2 separate regions of the Oryzias latipes genome follow, and region 1 is linked to region 2. The links are chromatin contacts, called in public Hi-C maps. All regions are on one chromosome and are shown on one strand. Each heading gives the region's core, a stretch centred on a gene start, on an enhancer-like site or on the middle of the called end of the contact. The rest is flanking DNA. Distances are from core to core; before and after follow the strand shown.

Evidence for each region. A called contact is a pair of places that touch in the nucleus more often than the background predicts.
Region 1: a contact with region 2 is called in a Hi-C map of embryo, with 2.0 times the contacts expected there. The contact joins the enhancer-like site here to the promoter of LOC101156411 in region 2. A contact is called at or near these places in 4 of 5 Hi-C or Micro-C datasets (embryo and gastrula embryo).

Annotation. Positions count from the first base shown.
Region 1 is chr7:26,229,735-26,232,434 of ASM223467v1, forward strand. All of the region lies in intron 6 of LOC101156411 (SPRY domain-containing protein 3), which reads left to right. Among protein-coding and RNA genes, the nearest start is that of LOC101156411, 41 kb to the left of the region's middle. Within about 2 kb of position 1,422, at least 3 of the 8 cell types and tissues checked have an H3K27ac peak or open chromatin away from gene starts, as enhancers often do. A contact at or near this core is called in embryo, where this site is marked.
Region 2 is chr7:26,188,954-26,191,653 of ASM223467v1, forward strand. It overlaps LOC101156411 (SPRY domain-containing protein 3), which reads left to right and starts at 1,368. Exons shown (of 10, transcript XM_023956949.1): 1 at 1,368-1,500.

The sequences.
Region 1 (2,700 bases), core at 172-2,671, 41 kb after region 2:
ATTTAATGTATGTTGGGATGAGTGTTATAAAAGTATGCATCCGTGCTACACATCTGTTGGCACATTTTTATTGATGAGGTAAAAAAACACATTGTGTTAGTTGTTGCAGACCTCCCTTAATGCTAATTTAACATTTATACCAGTGGCTTTTTTTTTTCTAATGGTTATTGGAAGGTGTATGAACAAGCAGACCAGCAGTTTTTATTGCTGCACTGCATTTGGTCACTAAGTGTATGTTTTTTTTATGAGACTGTTTTTATTTTATTACAGCTCAAACCTCTACAGAATTACAGTTTGATTGTTCATTTTAGATTGTCAAAAAGATCGACTTAAAGATAGACCCAAAAAACATTCACTTTTCTTTTTTTTTTCCAGCCATGTTGCCAGAGGTACACTCCAGGCAACGTGGCAATTTTGTATCATTTTGCTTTTCCTTATATTTTTTAAATAACTTGAAATGAAGCAATCAATCTTCACCAACTTTGTTTAGCAGTCAGATCAGAGGACAATGTTTCCACACTTTGAAAAGCAGGTGTGTTTAGGGTGTACAATACACAGAAGGAAGTCAAGACAACACAAAGAACCCCGAATTATAAAATAAAAAGGAAAAAAACCAAAATAGTACACTTTGGGATGGGTTTCAACCTGGCGTATACATCCCATCTGTGTTCCATTTCCACACACTGTAGTAAGGATAATCCATTAGTATTCCTGTGTTTGTAATTGAACCTAAAAATGGACGTGGACTGCTAAAAAAATGCAATTTTTCTTAATTGTTTTTCACTTTTCTGTAATATTTACCTCTTAATTTAATATTAATGGCTATTGTTCATACATACATGTAGATTTTTCTTAGACTAAGCTACAAAATGTGCATCTACCAATATGGGATTGCAGCCATTAATAAGAGATTTTCTGCTGAAACATTAAAAGTAGGAAAATATCAACAAATTTGTGAGCTGTCCATGTTATTCCCAGTCTAATTGGACATTTCAAACTAGCAACAGTCTGCAGTGAACAGATGTTTGTTCTTTTTGGGGGTTAGTTTATAATTGCTACTTTTTTCCCCTCGGATGACCACTTGGGTTTTTGTGATGGATGAAGAAAACTTCCAGAGTTACATTAAAGCTGATGGATGTAACAATTGCCCGGAAAACTGTTGTAAAAGCAGCCATTTAATGCCTGATCTATTTATCAGGCACAAATCTGTGGTTTACATTGAGTAAGTCCTCTTCTTGTTTACTTTGCAATTTCGAAAAGTTCTTCCAGATCACTCGTTATCGGTGTCTAGACCTCATCAATCAAGGGGTAAACATTTAAAGTGCTGTGGCCCCCACGGCAGCCAGCCAGAGGAATCCTCCGGCTTGTGGTTTAGTGGAGCGGGGAGAAGAGCAGACTTGGTGGATCAAGGGGTTTCAGCCTTGGAGCAAGAGCTGCATTCCTCCTTGTCTTTCTGATTTTGCTGATGTCTCACTCTGTCCTCTCAGTTTTCCTCTGCGCGTCTCTATTTCCTGCTGCCAGATTCCCTGTGGGGTTGTCCGACAGCATTGCTGAAATTTCTCTCATGTCGTGGCCTCTAATGTTGCTCTTTGTCTTGGCCAAGGCCTCAACAGTGTTGCTCCAATGGGCTTCTCATCTTCATGAATGTAAACAGCAAAGTTTTCTCTTTTTTGCTTTTCAGTAATACCCTCTCTAAATCCTTCTACCTTTTTTTTTCATTTTGTCCAGGTGGGACTCAGTTTTCTTGAATTTGTTCAAAACCTGAAGCTCCTTTGGGGTTCAATTTGTGTTTGTTTATCAGAGTCTTTCAGAATCACTGCGTTGCTGGTGCCTATCCCAGCAACTGTTTGGTAAGGGTGGGGTATAACCATTTACTGTACAGTCAATACAGTCGCTGTTTTTTTTTTTTTTTTTTGCAATATGGACGCTGCCATGGTGGAGTGAGACAATGTCAGTAAGCAGCGATTGGGCCATCTCGGTGCGAGCATCGTTTTTATATGACCACCACTCTCTCTAATCAGGAGTGTGTTGGAAGTCTACAGTCACACCCCTACCACTTGAAAGTCGGCACTGTAGAATATGTCATTCAAACTTTTAAACTTTTAACGGGAGACCACATACTTTTAATTTGGCATCTGGTTGGTCAGTTTATACCTTAAATAAATTGCTCTACAGAAAAAATAATGTTAAAAAATATTAAGATCAGTAAGAATATGTTAAAAAATAGGTGCAAGAATGTTTATTCTGACAAATAGAATGACTCATAACTGTTTATTTCTCAATAGAAGTCTTAAGGATTTGGCCTCTTGGGTCACTCAGTCCAGTTCGCATATACAGTCAATAGATACACCCTGGATGGGCCGCCAGTCCGCTCCAGTGCCTCAGAATCAATGGATTCAATGAAGAAGTGAGCATTTCAAAGCCCATTGACAGGTGACAGAAGATGGCATTGACATCGCCCACCTGCTCATCCCTTTTGTCATTCAGAAGTGTTTCTCGAATGTAATCGAGGTGCAGGTTAGAAAACAAATCCAAATTACTGACAATTATCTTTGAGTCACATCATGCTGGTTTCTGTTGGCACAGTATAACCTAGAGAAACGAATACAATGCCATACATGCAGGCTGTTGGAGGAAAACACGCCATCATCTCTGGGAGACGCAGCATGTATCCAAAACAAATGGAAAGATGGAACGGAT
Region 2 (2,700 bases), core at 118-2,617:
CTGCAAATATCAGGCGTTCAACATTGCTGCAAGCTCTCGCAATGCAGAGCAGTGTGCATAATCCGTTAATGAGATAGTTCACTTTGGGAGTGTGTTTCAGCTGCACATTTGAAAGAGATGGCTATTATCTACCAGCTGTTTGCTTTTGGAGAGTCACCTGAGGAGTGTGAAAAGGGAGAGGACTCACTTTTTCAAGAATTCAAGGGCAAGCCTGAGCCGATTAACTAATAAAGCAGTCTACAGCTCCACTCAATCAGTTCAGATTTTATACTTTGATACTTAGAATTAAAACATATTTCAGTGCATGTCATTTAAACCAAACACAGGTGAAGGAGGAGAAATGCAAAAATGACTTATTTGCTATAATAGCTGCAGACATTAAAGTTAGAAGTGTCATGAACCTAATCAATAAAAATATTTCAAAAATACAAAAGCTGAATTTTTTTCCTGATTTATTCACGAACATCCTGCTTTCATGGAAAGGAAGAGTAAAGGTAGAGCCTTAGAAACGCAGGTTTGCAGGTCATGTGTGACAGCAAAGAACTGAGATAAGGATAACCTATAAGTACACTTCAAGTTTATGTTATTCAGTTGACTTCAGTGTAAGTATTGTAGCCCGTGTACGTGTAGTGTAGGAAGTAGACTAACGGCATTCTTCTTCAGACTAACCTGGAACATTTTAAGTTGACAATATCTAGGTAGAATATCAAAGCAAACTTCAAGTGTACTGCCTGACTTTTAGCATAGACTAAGTATACCTAAAAGGAATCCTTTTTAATAAGGAGAGGCAAAGTTGTTCGTTTGAAATGACATCTGACAGGCCCCCCCCAGCTCTAGCAGAGGCTGGCCTGCTCTTGCCAGGTTTCAGGGCTGCATGAGATCTGCCTCGCCATCAGCCTCCAGATCTTGGCAAGCAGGGTTAGAAATCACCTGCTGCTTTGTGGACTCATCATTTCTCGAGCTATGGTGCCAGTCTGTTTCTACAAATAAGGAAAATGTTCCAAGACACTTGCCAGACCAACGTGGGGTTTCGTTTCCGGACTGTCTTCATTTTCCTCCCTAAGGCAGCTACACAGGACAGGGTCCTCTCACATAAAAAGGTTAGATCAGACCAGGGTCCATCTGGGCCAAAAAACAACAACAAAAAAACAAAAACAGTTACCTCCTCTGCTAACAGTGGAGGAAGAGTCTACGTCAACACGTGATCAGACAGGGGTTTGAAGCTTTTTTGCAGCAAAAAGCAGATAAAGTCTGACTTTTTTGTTGCCACCACAACATAAACACACGACAGTCACCAAACAGCGGCTGACACACGCGGGGAGACCGCATGCATGTCACCTATTGGTCACCCCGTCAAGGAACCTAACCCTTATTGGCTGCAGAAAACACAACGCAATGACGTCATAACTACGCGCCAAACGCCACTTCGTAACGTTGAGTGGAACGCTATTTTCTGATGGACCAAAGCAAGAGTCTGTTGTTTATTCGCCGAGGTGACAGGTAAGGAAACGACCCGAAAGCCACGCGAACAAGGATTTTAAGCACCGCTGTCTGCCATGACTCAGCTGTTCTCGCGATGTTGTTGAAATAACTTAGCCCGCTCACATGCTAACCTACCTAGAGCTGCCTTCATGTTGGTCTACTCTTGACAAGTACAAAAGCAGTAAAACCTAATAATAGTCATCATTTAATGCAAAGTTGACAACTGAAACAGCTGCACTAATTATGCACATATTGTTAGCGTTTTAAAAATAAACCATCGGTAAATGCCTGTTAGTGAACCTATACTATGTAAATACGCCACTGTCCCTCCTTGAGTCTCGAGATTGTGACATATCGAAATATGATATGATCCGATCCGGTTTTCTTTTCTCTATGCTTATTTTGTCATTTTAATAAACTGCTTTAACAAAATGAGTGACAACTGTAAGGAAGACGATCCCTGTGGCTGTGTCTGGAATTGTATAATACACGCATTTATATCTGTCATAGTCGTCACAAGCCTTATTGCTGCATAGTGTGTCCGTAAATATCCGTCTATTCCTTCTAATTCCATTTCATTTAGGGAATGGAAACGCTTAAAATGCATAGAGACTTGGTGTAGCCAAGACTGCATTAAAGGTCTATTTTATTTTATTTTATTTATTTATTTTATTAATTCATCCATCCATCCATCCATCTGCATCGTCCTTATCCTCTACACGTTTTACCATGCATCACTTTTCATCAGCTGCATGCTGGTGTAGTGGTTGGCGCTCTCACCTCACATCTAGAAGGTTCAAAGTCTTTTCTATGTCATGCGTACATCTTCTCCATGTGCCTGTGGGGTTTTTGTCCAGACTCACCCGTTTCCTCCCACAGTCCAAAATCAGGCGTCATGGCTTCATTGGTGACTGTAAATTGTCCCTAAGTGAGTGTGTGGCCCTTGCAACAGGCCGATGACCTGTCCACGGTGTTTCCACCCAACAGGAGCTGTGATAGGCTCCAGCAACCCTGATGCCCCAAAAGGGATTCAGTGAGTTTGGAAGATGGATGAAAGAAAAAATATTCATTTATGTCCTCCTAAACCACATCCATGACACTCTTTGAGCATTTCTTTAGTCTTCCTTTGCTTGGCAGTTATAATCTAATCTAATCTTCTGTTTACCAATATCCCTCTCTGTCCAAATCACCTCAGACTCATTTCCTTGCTTTTCACAA